Linked DNA regions of Macaca mulatta: region 1 is linked to region 2. A link is a contact called in public Hi-C data. All regions are on one chromosome and are shown on one strand. The core of a region is the stretch at or near the end of the contact, and the rest is flanking DNA. Distances in the headings are between cores, read along the strand shown.

Evidence for each region. Hi-C and Micro-C count contacts between places; a contact is called where the count stands out from the background.
Region 1: a contact with region 2 is called in a Hi-C map of fetal cortex germinal zone, with 1.7 times the contacts expected there. The contact joins the promoter of DNAAF5 here to the promoter of PDGFA in region 2. A contact is called at or near these places in 2 of 14 Hi-C or Micro-C datasets (fetal cortex germinal zone and fetal cortical plate).

The regions. Positions count from the first base shown.
Region 1 is chr3:34,669,282-34,673,202 of T2T-MMU8v2.0, forward strand. DNAAF5 (dynein axonemal assembly factor 5) reads left to right here and starts at 1,654. Exons shown (of 13, transcript XM_028845424.2): 1 at 1,654-2,270. The coding sequence starts at 1,676. It overlaps PRKAR1B (protein kinase cAMP-dependent type I regulatory subunit beta), which reads right to left. Exons shown (of 12, transcript XM_028845428.2): 2 at 2,522-2,594.
Region 2 is chr3:34,455,728-34,459,515 of T2T-MMU8v2.0, forward strand. PDGFA (platelet derived growth factor subunit A) reads right to left here and starts at 1,472. Exons shown (of 9, transcript XR_013414996.1): 1 at 1,129-1,472; 2 at 114-243.

The DNA.
Region 1 (3,921 bases), core at 404-2,903, 210 kb after region 2:
GCTAACATGGTGAAACCCCATCTCTACTAAAAATACAAAAAAATTAGCCAGGAGTGGTGACAGGCACCTGTAGTCCCAGCTACTCGGGAGGCAGAGGCAGGAGAATGGCGTGAACCTGGGAGGCAGAGCTTGCAGTGAGCGGAGAACGCGCCACTGCACTCCAGCCTGGGCGACAGAGCAAGACTCCATCTCAAAAATAAATAAATAAATAAAGAGGTACTGATGAACAACACCATTTTGCAACACGAAGATCAACAACAAAAAAGAAGGTCAAACTTGAAGTTCAGTCCTAAAATTACACACATTCTGCTTTTAGAAAACTGAGTGCACCGTCACAGATGAGAAGTGCCTGGCTAACCAGACTTGGGGACTCCTGGTTTGCAGTGAGTGCTGTCAAATTCCCGTTCCAGGCTGGGCTCGCACCAACTCCGCCGCCAAGCTGTTTAGGCACCTCTGTCTCCACTCAAGTCCATACTCAAAGTCACTACTGTGAAACACTGTCCTGCTTTTAATTTCCAAGCTGCCTTGTTATTTCTTGGGAGTAGGCCAAGCTCACTTTAGGAGCAACTTAGTTTACAGTTTAACTTTGAAACAAAGATGATAACAGCCCTTTCCTGAAGCCAATCTCCTTCTTGCCTGGGGACCAGAATGCCTTTGTAAGACTAAGACATGGGCCACAAGATTAGAAATTGTGGTTTGAGTCATGTAGCTAGAGGCCACAAGATCCCAAACCTCCCGGATTGCTCCTTAGGATAACATCACTATTGTAAACTCTAAGATTGGTGCTCGAGATATTTTTCAGGCTCTGCATTCTGATGCACCAGCTGCCACCACCCACACCCCTAATCTGGCTCAACCAGTTCTGTGAGCCCACCCAAGAACAGAAGACAGCAAGAGAATCAACTTTGACGCTCCACTGTTTCATCTCCAACCCAACCAATCAGCACCGCCCTCTCCCTGGCCCCCTACCTGCCTAATTATCCTTAAATGACCCGTCTCAGGAATTTCAGAATCTGCTTTGAGTAATAAAGCTCTGGTGTCGTTTAGCCGGTTTCTGCATGTATTAAACTCTCTATTGAAATTCCCCTGTCTTGATAAATTGACTCCACCTGGGCAGCGAGTAAGGCGAACCTATTGGGCGGCTACACCTGAGATCAAATCACAGGTTGCACGTGAAGCCCAGACCAGGAACCCGTCTTACACCACAGGGGGGATCCAGTCCACAGAACCAGCGCCCTTCCCTCCTGGAACGGACCTTCCCAAAGCCAGAGGGGCTCTAGACGGCTCAAAAAGGGGTTTCCCGGCTACCCTGGACCGATGCAGGGCACCCAGGTTCCTTCTCCAAGCACTCCAGGCCGCAGGGCAGGCTTCCCTAGGGGCAGGACCAGGCCTATAGCCCGGGGCCCGCATCCCAGGCGAGCTGCACCCTCCCGAGACCCTTCCCATCTGCGCAATGGGGACAGGGTAAGGCCCAGCAGGCCGGCTGGCGGGGGCTCCTGCGACAGCGCGGGACAGCAGGCGAGCACCGCCGGACGAGGGCCCAGGCCCACGTGCGCACCTGCTGGGAGGAAGGAGCTCGGCGCCCCGCCCCCAGCGCGGACCGGAAGTGCTGCCGTAATCCGCGCCGAGCGTCGCGAAAGCGCCGTTCCCCTTAGTGACCGGCGACGCGAGCAAAATGGCGGCGCCGGGGGTGGCGGAGGCCGTGGCGGCCTCACACCCGGCTGAGGGGGCCGAGATGGCGGAGGCGGCAGAGCTGAGCCGCGCCCTGAGCCGCCTGCTGCCGGGGCTGGAGGCCGACAGCAAACCGGGCCGGCGGCGCGCCTTGGAGGCCCTGCGGCGCGCGCTGGAGGAGCCGGGCCCTGCCGCCGACCCCACCGCTTTCCAGGGCCCCTGGGCGCGCCTGCTGCTGCCGCGCCTGCTGCGCTGCCTGAGCGACCCCGCCGAGGGCTGCCGCGCGCTGGCAGTGCACCTGCTGGGTCTGGGCCTGCGCCGCGCCGCGCGGCCCCGCGATGCCCTGCCGCGCCTGCTGCCCGCGCTCGCCGCGCGCTTGGCCAGCCCCGAGCCCGCGCGCCGCCCGCCCGAGGCCTGCGAGGAGCTGCGCTTGGCCCTTGTGCAGCTGCTGGGTCTGGCCGTGGACCTGTGCGGCGCCGCGCTCGCGCCCCACCTGGACGACGCTCTGCGCGCGCTGCGCTGCTCCCTGCTGGACCCCTTCGCCGCCGTGCGCCGCGAGAGCTGCAGCTGCGCGGCCGCCCTGGCGCAGGCCACGCCCGGTGAGCACCCCGGGCCCCGCTCGCACACCCCACACTCTCACCCCCACCTCCACCTCCACGGCCCCTCTCACAACCCCCGCGGCTCGGCCCCACCCCACAACATCCCGGCCACCCCCATGGCCCGCGTCCCCCACCCGCCTGCCCCAAAGACCCCGCCCGGCCCCCTCCTCTCACCACCACTGCGTCCCCTGCCTCACGTCCCGCCACCAACGTGCCCTTCACCCGCTCCCTTGCCCTCTACCCCCACGTACCTGTTGCCTGCGCTGCCACCTGCTCCTGCTTGGCCCTCACTCACGTCACTCGTGTCCCCCGCTCCCCGCCTCCACCCTCCACGCCCCAAGCCCCGCCCCCACCTGCCTGCTCCCTGTGCCCCCTCTACCTGCCTATCCTCTGCCGTCCTCCTCTTTGCATCCCGCCGTCCCGCGACCCTCACCCCCCACCCTCCTCCCTGCCTGAGCCCCCTCACCCAGGCCCACGAGCCAGCTCTCCTATCCAGATCCCTGGAAACCACCGCGGAAATTCCTGTTAAGCAGTTTGGGGTGGTGTGTGCCCCGATAGCTGCCCCCTTTCCTTCCCTCTGGGGGCTTGCAGGACTTGCATCTGGTTGAGGAGACACGCTGAGACTCTGCTCTGATCATTTCACTTTCTGTCCCATTCATCCTACTCCACTGCCTTCCCTTTCTGGTTTGGACCACTGTCCTAAGTGGAAGGAGGCCGCTTCTCCCCTCCACTTTATAACGTTCCGCATCATTTTTAGAGCTCTGATCTGATCTGGTCGTTCTGTTTCCTTAACTGGCCATTCCTGCAGGGCCTTGCCCTTTCCCTCCTCTGGCTGGGATGTGGAATGATAGCAGGCGCCGGCTTCCTGCTGGCGGGAAAGCTTTCCAGAGAGGGGAACACTGATGCTATAAATCGGTGGGCTGTAGGGAGCAGGAAAGCAGTGAGAGATCTGGCCAGCTCAGGCCGTCCCAGTGATATCCCAATGATGATTTGAATGTAGTGGAAAGTGCAGGGGGTGTCAATAGGAGTAGTAGACCCGAGTTCAGGTTCTTAAAAGATCACTGCAGCTGCATGGAGAATAGGTTCCAGAAGTAAAGGAAAAGCTGGACTTGGGGAAATGCCGAGATTTCCACGTTGGTTAACTTTGGATTTCACATGGTCCAGAATTCCTGTGGAGCTCGGGAAGAGCCTTGGGCTGGACACGGCCATTGAGAATTCCTGGCATTTAATGTATTTCTCTTTAGCCCTCAACCACTTCCCTATGCCATCTGTACATCAGCCCCACGGGTGCTCCTGCTTCCTCCAGGGAGCTCCTCCTGGCCTTGCCACATTCCCTCCCCGGACCGTAGGTTCCATAGGACAGCACCATGCCCGCCTGTGCCCCTGCCCGAGCACAGCCTGCCGGGGTATGTGCTCATGGTTGCTGTGGGGTGAGGGACTGTGCCTCTGCCTGGAGCGTCCCCTCATCTCCAGCACCTCTGGCCCTCCTCTCCCCTGGGTAGGGGGCCTCACCTCTGGCCTTGGTCACACTGGGCAGTGGCAGAGAGGTTGAAGAGCTCACCCAAAGTCTCACTGGAATGATGGTTTCCCAGACAAGCCCCAAGTAGTGCAGAGCTGAGGCAAGAGGCAGTGTGGATGCCAGAGACCCTTT
Region 2 (3,788 bases), core at 222-2,721:
GACCACCCTAGCAGAAACCAAAACGCTCTCTGCAGAGCCCGCGGCGCCCCAGCCAGCGGGGGGTGTGCGCCGGAGGAGCCGGCGCAGGGACGGGGCGCGGGGGCGGCACCAACCTCGGCCAAAGCATGGGCGAGGTATCCGCAGCCGAGGAGCAGCAGGCAAGCCCAGGTCCTCATCGCGTCCCGAGGCGCTGGAGGCTCGGCGGAGAGGCGAGGCCGCGGGGCGGGCGCTCCAGCCAGGCTCCTGTGGCGGCGAAATTCAGTACCATCCCTTAGGGAGCGCGGCCCGGAGGAGGGTGGCGCGGGGAGCACGGAGCTTGCGGAGCGCGCCCGGCGCGAGCAGTGAGTGCAGAGAGGCAGGCAGCGCCAGCAAGGAGGAGGAGAAACAGGGAGTGCGCGCCCGCCGCGCGGGGAGCCTCCTGGGCCGCCGGGTAGGGGGTGGGGACGGAAGGGGCGGAGGGCGGGGGCTGGGCTTCTTCCTCGGTGCGTTCCCGGTGCTGGCCGCCGCCGCGCTCGCTCCCCGGCGCTGGCTTCAGGAGCGACCCGGCCGGTAATTCTGCATATTTGCGGGCATCAGCCCCGAGAAGAACTCCGGAGGGAAGCTGGGGCCGCCGCCGCCGCTGCCACCACCACCGATCACCTGTCTGGACGCCTGGCCCGGCCCCGGCTGCGAGCTGCGAGCGGCCCTGCGCGCCCACCGCCGGCCCCGCGCTCGCCTCCGGCCTCCTCTCGCAGCCGCCGCCCGGCCGGGCACAGCGCGGCCCAGCACCCCCTCCGCGGCGCGCCCTCGGCTCCGGCGCCGCGCTCCGCCCTCCGCCCGCCGGGACCGGGCAGCGCCCGCGGCCGAGCCGCCTGGCAGCCGCCACCCGCCCGGGGCCTCGCTGCGCCGCCCGCGCCGGCCTGAAGGCGGGCGCAGGGCCGAGCCGGCGCCTCCGCCGCAGCCGCCGCCGGGAGAAGAGGAGGAGGAGGAGCAGGAGGCGCAGGCCCGGCTCGCCGGAGTTGGGCGGGCTCCGCAGGGCGCGCGTGTGGAGCCGGCCGGCGGCGGGGAGAGGGTTATAGCGCCGCCGCCGCGCCCCTCCCCCGCCCCCCCCCCCCCGCCTCCCCCGGATTCCGGGCCCAGGACCCGCACCTCGGAAGCGCGCGGGGTTCGTGCGGACCCGGCAGGGCCCGGGCGCCGCCGCCGCGGCAGGGAGCACACACGCGCTCGCGCAAGCAGCTAAATCCATCAAAGCCCCGCGCCCGGCTCCGCGCCGGGGCTCCGCGCCCCTCCCTCGAGCTTGCCCACCCTCCAGTGCCAGCTGCAATCCTGCGGCACCGGGTGGGGAGGGAGGAGGCCGCCGCAGAAGCGCCGCCGTCGCCGGCTCGCCTCTCTCGGGCCCCAGCGGCGGCAGCGGGCAGCGCCCAGAGCTGCTGCGCCAAAAAGGGCGAGAGAGCCGGTCCCCGCCCCCGCCCCGGCGCTCCGGCCGCTCTCCACGGTTCGGATCCAGGGCCCCAGCCTTACCCTCTCCATAAAAGGAGGGGGAGTCAGTCTTTGGGGAAGGACGGGGGCGGGTTTGGGGCACTCACCTGGCGGCTGCCATGCGCCCCCGCCCAGGATCCGAAGCCTGGGGCATCTGAATGAGGACCCTCCACCCACATTTCCACTTGGGAGCGAGCTCCGGTCGGGGGACCGGCCTGCAGCCCGCCTCGTCCCCACCCTGGGACCCGCGCCCCCCAGTCCCCCACTCCCGCGCCGAAGGCAGGGCCGCGCCCTGAGCCGGGAAGTCGAGGGGATGGAAGGGAAAGGAGCCACGGGTGAGGGTCCCCCGGGTTCTGAGCCTCCCGCGTCGGGATCCGCGGGGCGCACAGAGCGCCACCTCCGGCCGAGGCGCAGCTCAGAGCGCGATGCGGGGGAGGAACGCGCGCGGAGGCCGAGGTCTGAGCGTGGCTAGACGGCTCCCACGCCGAGAAAGGGCGGGTGTGCCCGGGCGGGATGGATTTCGCCTCCCTAGACCAGGAGGAGTTGGACCCTGACTACGGTTCCAGTGCCCTCCCAGGGGATCTACGCGCCCTCCTACTGGGTCCAGCAGGGTGGCGCGCTGTGCAGACCCCGAGGCTAGACGGCCTAGGCCCCTGGAAACCAGGAGACGCTCCCGTGGGTGGGCAGTGAAGCAGAATTCAGCCCGTCCCAGCCGTCACCCCCAACCCTGTGGATTAAACCCCTGCCCCCGCCGCGGTCGCCCTCCCTCCAGACAAAGGCCATTAAGGCGCAGCCCTGCGGGCGGTCTTTCATCCCCAGCTAGTCCAGCTCTAGCATTTCAAAGGCCGAGTCCAGAGAGCGCTTCGGGGGCGCTCACCTTCCCCCCAGTATCAGGGGGGAGGGGCCTCTCCCTCCGCTCCCAGTGGGTCGCTTCTACACGCGCCCTTCCACACACCTGCAGGCCCCCTCCCCAGGTTTCTCCCTTCCGTTGTCTGCAGTCCCACACCGTGACCCCCGCGGTCAAGCACGCCCTCTGGGTGGTCAGGACCAAGCGGGACCGGGACAGAACCAGGAGAGCCTTGGAAACGTGGAGAAGCCCCTGAAAGCCAGGTCCCTCCAGGGGGAACTTGGGCCGCTCGGGAGGGGACACCCACTGGATGGCTTCTGGAAGGAGCCGGACTCGCAGAGTCAGGACGCAGGCCGGACCCCGGCCTCATTCCTCGGCCAGTTATCCTGGAGTCGCGTGTATCCTGTCCTGGGCCTCGGACTCCTCCGGGCAGAGGGGCCCCGAGGTCACCTCTGTGGGGTTACAGTACTTGGTGTGACGGTGTGGAAAGCAAGGAGGAAGGTCGCGTTGTATTGGGGGTGGGGTACCCGTCCCTCCCAGCTTGCGGGGTCCTGGAGGTCCTCGCCGCCTCTGAGGGCCTAGATGGCTGCCTCCCTGGGCTTCCCTGCCCGGCCTGGAGCTACGGGTGCGCCCAGCTAGAGTTTAGGGCCACCTGGGAACGTGGAAGGGGCGCTGGAGCGAGGCGGGGGCTGGGGCGGGGCGTGGGTGCTTCACCCGCGGGACGCAGAGCTTAAGCGAAAGCGGTGCAGGCATCTCTCTAATCGCCGGCCTCTATTAAAAATAAAACCGCGACCCGTCGCCATGGCGACCACAACAACAGCGGCCGAGCGAGGGAGGCGAAAACTTGTGCAGCCGCGCGACAGCCACGTTCTGGGGAGACGCGGGGCACGGCGCGCCCGGCGTGGGACAGGGACCCCCCCTGCCCGGCCCCGCCCCATCCTCCGCCGGATCCCGGAAGAAACAAGAAGACGTGGACCCCCACAGGCTTTTTGGGGGAATTGGGCGTTGAAACCGCAGGGCCGACTTAACCAAGAGGTCGCCGACTTGGATAAAAACCCACGCCCGCGGGGAGCACCCTCCCCGGCCTTCGTTTCCATTCAGACTCCCAGCGTCCTCACTGCAGCCCCTGGAGAGCGGGCGGAGGGAGAAAGTGCGTTTCAGCCGCTCGACCCAGGAGGGGACGGTGCGACCCGGGCCTCGCCGGCGGGTTTTGGCCGCGGAAGCTGCAGCACCTGCCCCGCCCGCCCTGCCGCGATCCTTGCAGATGGGGGCGGTCACATGCTTCTTTCTGGCCGGGAATCGAGTTTCACTTCCAGCCGCTATTAGTCGGTTCGCACAGTTCACTGCAAACATTTGATAATGAGGCTAAATATACTCCCGCGTCGGAGGAGGCGTGGGCGGCCAGATCGCGTGGGCACTGCGCTCGGAGCTCCGCCGGGCGTCCCCTCCCAGGCCCAGGAGACAGAGGCGCGGACCCCGGGAC